Regions from separate parts of the Pan troglodytes genome. Here region 2 is linked to region 1. Evidence: chromatin contacts called from public capture Hi-C data. All regions are on one chromosome and are shown on one strand. The core of a region is the stretch at or near the end of the contact, and the rest is flanking DNA. Distances in the headings are between cores, read along the strand shown. Region 1 overlaps BNC2 (basonuclin zinc finger protein 2). Region 2 overlaps BNC2 (basonuclin zinc finger protein 2).

Region 1 (2,700 bases), core at 154-2,653:
TAGTGCAATAATACTCTAAGATGTTATGAATTGCTTTATTTTGGAAAAAATCTTATAAAGCTTCATTTCCTTTCCCATTATTTCCCACAAATGTAAAAATGTGGAAATAGCATTTTTGGCTTTAAGTTATAACTTTACACATAGTGTAAAAGTGGATGTCACCATCTTTTTATATCTTTAAATCTACTCACAATTTACTTACTGAAATTATATTCAGTATTTATTACTGCTTAAATTATATTCAGAATTACAGAAGAACAATTAATAAATGATCATGCTACTTGAAGCGGGGGAGCTATACTTGACATAGTTTTGTGTTTTGCATGTGTAAACTGATTTTGTGACACCACAGTGCAGTCTTGATATAATTTTTTGTACACAGGTAACATTTTTGTCTTGGTTCTCACCTAAATAAAACTGAGTAATGATCCAAAGTGCTAAGGTGTTTGTGACTTTCACTAATTATTTTCACTTATCCATGTATTTTGTACTAATTACTTTCCTAAATGATTTGCCACATGCTCTTCTATCCTGTAGTTCTGTTTTGTCCTAATCAGATTGGGTGAGCGATTAGGGATTTAAAATTACTACTTCTTTGGTCTCAAAATGAGTAAGTGAAGACTCAGAGAAATACCTTTAATTTGCCTTTTAGTATTTTTGAGTAAAGCAGACTCTGTCCTGCCTTCCTTTCATGCATGTATTCATTGTTTCTTACTGAGTGAGACAAGCACATTTAAAGTAGAATATATTCCTTCTCTCCAGAATAATAGAATGAAATCAGTGATCAAGTAGTTTTTCATTTCAGTAATTCAACAATCAATGGAAACAAAACAAAATGAGTTAGGAAAGAATAGTTTGCATTAAGCTCAGACATGGAATAATATTTGAAAACAAAGTATCACTATAGTTTTGTGCTGTAGGTTCTTCCTGACCTAAGTGATTGTTGAAAGGACTTTCTCTAGTTTAGAGGTATATTTATCTTCGAACAATAATCACTTCATGCTGTTCTTTTTTTCCTAGTTGACCCATTCTCCAGACCTTTCAAAAACTTTTTAAGTGGATGTAAATTCCGTTTTAATTAGAGCAGTGCAGTCTAATACTGCAACTAGCGAGGAATGGAAGAAACGTGCTGGAAGTTAATACAACCCAAATCAACCATAGCCAGATAATTCCCCTGATCTTTGTAACAACCCCCCCCTTCCCCACCTCCAAAATTAAGTGACCCTGTTGTTCTGTAGTTTCAACGAGACATTTAAGGTTCATTTAAAAAAATGATCATCCTTTACAGGATTCTTTGCTCTTGCGTTTCTCTTTCTTTCTTCCCCTTGCCACACAGCTGTCACTGGTATAGGAGAAAGACTGGGGGGAGGGGAGGAGGAGGAAGCCCTGCTCAAATCGTGTCACGTAGCACTAATTCATCTGCTCTCATTAGAGGGAGCGAGGGACAGCAGTGATGGCCAAGAGCTGCACTCTACACATGACACGCGAACAGTTTGGGGAATAGAAAATTGCTTTCTCAGGAAGCCCAGCCAATTAAGGACTTGACCATATTGAATGTCAAGTGTTAATTTAGGTTTTTCTTCATTTTCCCAGTGGTAATGCGGGTCCTGTGATGAGCAAATACATGTCAAGTAAAAGTTGATTGCATGAAGGACCTGGGTATTATATGTCACTGACAAGTCACAAATGTACTGAAGTCTTTTAACCCCTTAGGTGAGTTGGGAGGGGGAGGGGAGAATGGGATTAATGGTACCATAATGATAAGAATAGATAGTTTATGTGGGGGTGGCTTGGATGGGACAGACAGGAATGGTAATTCATGCAAAAACTGGGGATAGAACAAATCCTACTCTGAGGGCATAAATAGAGACCCTTGAAAAGCATACATGCATATATATAATTCCCACTGCAAACACACTGCCCAGAATGTATGTTCGGTCTCCTAAGATTTTATGAAAAGGGAAAATAGTGTACTCTGTGGTCATGAACCAGGAAATTCCTTATTAATTATCTCATTTGAAAGAAAGAAAACATTCATTAAATAATTACACTGTTTTGGATATTTTAGCCCTTTGGCTCAATGCCACTGTAATATTTCTGGCTATTTACTTATAATTTCAGTCTCTAATATTTATTTTCAATGGACTCTTTGTGATACATGTCATAGGAAAGATGCAAAGCATAAGACTGAAAGAATGTTTGTTTTCTGTCTTGAGTATCTCTGTAAGGTGTTGTTTAACCAATAGAAACTAGTGGAAGGTCCATCATTGTCATTCATTTCTTTTTGCGCCCAGGTGTAGGAGGGGAAGAGATTCAAGCTTCAGCAAGTGAAGTAACTTTTTTTTTTAAACGTTGAACGTTGCCCATCATGTTTAGCATCTCATTTCCATTCATCAGCATTCATTTACATATGAATGTCTTGAAAATAAGAGAATGTCTGTTTCTGTTGCAGTTGTACATGTAACAAATAAAAATGCCTCCAGTTTAGAATACTGCTGTGTGTAGTCTGGGCAATCTTAAACTCAGAAGTTATTCGTAATTGGGCCTTGTTTTTCCTTTATACCTATAACCACTTTTCCCCTTCATATCTTTGAAGACATAATCTTAATTAAAACACTTTCTTGAAACCTACTCTCTTCTATTTATTCCAAAATTTTAACACGTTTGCCTTTGTATGTTGACAATGCTTAAACTTTGAAA
Region 2 (2,700 bases), core at 19-2,518, 280 kb after region 1:
AAACTAGATGATCTGTATAGTAAGAAGTCATTATCTCTTTTTCATCCTACATGAGTTTTACTATCTTTGTTCCTTTCTTCTTCTCAGAGTAGTGGCCAGTAGTTGTCAAGGTTTGTCTTAAATTTTATCTGAAAGGTAAGCATATATGTTTGATCTTCAAGTTGTAGAAAGATGATTTAGCCATATGAATAAATTTAAAGACCAAGTTATATTTGCTGAGGGTGATTTATAAATAAATATGAGGTAACCATTGGTGTCAAGTGTGAACCTTCCATTTGATTGCTAGTTTAATCAGTCCACATCTAAATGTGGAAAGTTCTGTATTCCTATGGCGGAAGACATGTGTATTTGATTTATTAAAACCTGCTGATGTCTCCAGAACTAAATTTGTTCCTTTATAGGCCTCTGGGTAGCTGTAGCTAAAAAGCAGAAATGTATAGTTTTAGCTTGTCTGATTACCTGACTTCCAGCCCTGTACAGGTGTGCAGGAATAAATTAACATGAGCTACCTCTGATGAGCCACTGCATACATTAACAACAGAGGTGAAGATGAGAAAACATGTTACCTGCTTCCTGTTACCACCTTCTCAGCATAGCAACAACCATTTTTTCCATCATTCTCTATGTTTGGAAACTTAAACAGAACTTTTTCTAGGGAGGGCTTTTCAGTAAATACACATGATTTCACCAGGCAATACCTTTAAGAAATGAGCCACTTAGCACCAATTCAAGATAACTATTAGTATATTTGCCCTAATATAATTAGCTGTCAAATACGATGTGGTAATCCCCTCCAAGTAAAAGAGGAGAACATGTTAAAGCATTAGCTGTTTCATTTCATTGCCAATCAAACTACAAGTCTCCATTTCTAAAATTCTCTTAGAACGTGAAGTTGGGCAGGTCCTCTGACTTCTAAATGTTAAGGAAGAGTTTTTTTTTTTTCCCCTCCTACTCTATTTGGTTTCACAATAGAGCAAGATCAATAGACCTTTTGTACTTATCTTCCATTACTTTCCATCAGAAGCAAACACACAAAATAAATCCCCCTCCTGAGTAATTGCTAGTTGTGCCGTCCTCAAGCAAAACTTTGGTAGTAAGATAAACTTCAGTGTCATTCCTGTCCCTGGGGTTCTTTTTAGATACTGGGAGAAGAGCAATGAGCAAAACGGTCTCCTTGTATCATGGGGAGAGACTCTGTCAAGCCTAAAGTGAGCCTCGGATCTTCCTAATGACCTCCTGCTGGCCCAGCTGGATGCAAGACAAGCTCATTTAAGCCTCTGCTGACCTTTCACTCCTCCACTACAAGAACCGCACCACTCATTTCCACCGTCTTCAGAACTGTGCACCAAATAGACCACAAAGCTTCATGGCTGACGAATGATTTCCTTTTCACGATGCAAAGAGATTTTTACAAATTTCTATTGATGAGAGTTAACATTAAGTCTCTTGTGGCATTATAACCTCTGTTGCACAAATACAATGCTTCTATATAACTCTTATTTTTACCTTCCTTATAAAGGAACAATCTACGGTTCTTGCCAGCATTATCTTGAAAATTCAGGCCAAAATAACTGAGCAGAATGCACATACTGAGTGCACCGGTGGTATTTTTCATGAAGAGACCACTTTGAAAGGGTCTTCCTGATTTCCACCTCCCTCAGAATCTATCTGACCTTCTCACAGACTTTATTGGTGTGAATCTTTCTTATATTTAACCATTTATTTGAGATGCTCATTTTTGTAGCCCATCTTTTCTTTTTAAAAAACGTGGGCTGTTTTCTACCCAGAAGAGGGTGGTAAGACTGTACATGTACGTTAACATTCACTTGTATAACTCAGGTAAGTTCCGTTTTGTCTTAGATGAAAGGCTGCTATCAACTCTTTTGCTGGAAGTGATCATTCGTGGTACTAAGAGGAAGGGATACCTTCTTTGCCTAAATGTCATAGTGAAGGTTTAGCCATGAAGCATTTTTTTTCTTTTTTAAAAGCCTTCTCAGAAATAATGTGCTTGCCATAAGACTCCCACAAGCTTCAAATAAATGAATGTGGCAGAATTGGAAAGAAGCTTGTCCTTGCCAAAAAATTGCAATGTCATAAAAGAGGGATTTGGTAACTTTGATTCTTGAGTGCCAAGATACGTGTATGAGGGAGCGGCAGGCAAGCTAAGACCGAGGAAGAAAGAATACTTTTTAGGAAAGGACCATTTTTCTTCAGTTATTTCACATAAAACTACACTTTTAAAATATACCTAGATTTTATGTCCTAATGCAAGCTGCTTGAATTAAAACAGGAGTTGTAAATTCCTGGTAAAAAGCTGTTATGCCTAAAGTGTTAGTGATCCTAACTCTAGTACTTTATAGAGTTTATTACTTCTTTTATTAACTAGGGGGAAAAATGTTACCCACTTCTAGTTTAATTCTTTTTGTTGCTTGCTCTAATTTTGACTTTACCTTAGGAAAGAAAAAAAAAGATAAGTGTTTCTAACAGAATTTATGTAAGCGATGCCTCAGTATTGCTATTGCATATATCAATCTGAATTATTACCAGCCACTCAAAAATTGTGCTAATGTTCTAATCTAAATTCATCCACGTAATGTATAGGTGCGTTTACACATAAACATCCACATAAATAAGAATATCAAAAGACAGATCATTCTTAATTGCCAGAATAGACATCTACATCTTGGAAAGTGATGTATG

What was found. Capture Hi-C pulls out chosen DNA fragments and counts their contacts.
Region 2: a capture Hi-C map of stem cell-derived neural stem cells shows a contact between it and region 1, with 2.0 times the contacts expected there. The contact joins two enhancer-like sites. A contact is called at or near these places in 1 of 7 Hi-C or Micro-C datasets (stem cell-derived neural progenitor cells) and 1 of 1 other capture datasets (stem cell-derived neural stem cells).

Annotation. Positions count from the first base shown.
Region 1 is chr11:99,192,823-99,195,522 of NHGRI_mPanTro3-v2.0_pri, forward strand. The region is part of intron 3 of BNC2 (basonuclin zinc finger protein 2); the gene reads left to right. Among named protein-coding and RNA genes, the nearest start is that of BNC2, 160 kb to the left of the region's middle. Within about 2 kb of position 1,404, at least 9 of the 24 cell types and tissues checked have an H3K27ac peak or open chromatin away from gene starts, as enhancers often do. A contact at or near this core is called in stem cell-derived neural stem cells, where this site is marked.
Region 2 is chr11:99,474,698-99,477,397 of NHGRI_mPanTro3-v2.0_pri, forward strand. The region is part of intron 6 of BNC2 (basonuclin zinc finger protein 2); the gene reads left to right. Among named protein-coding and RNA genes, the nearest start is that of BNC2, 440 kb to the left of the region's middle. Within about 2 kb of position 1,269, at least 1 of the 24 cell types and tissues checked has an H3K27ac peak or open chromatin away from gene starts, as enhancers often do. A contact at or near this core is called in stem cell-derived neural stem cells, where this site is marked.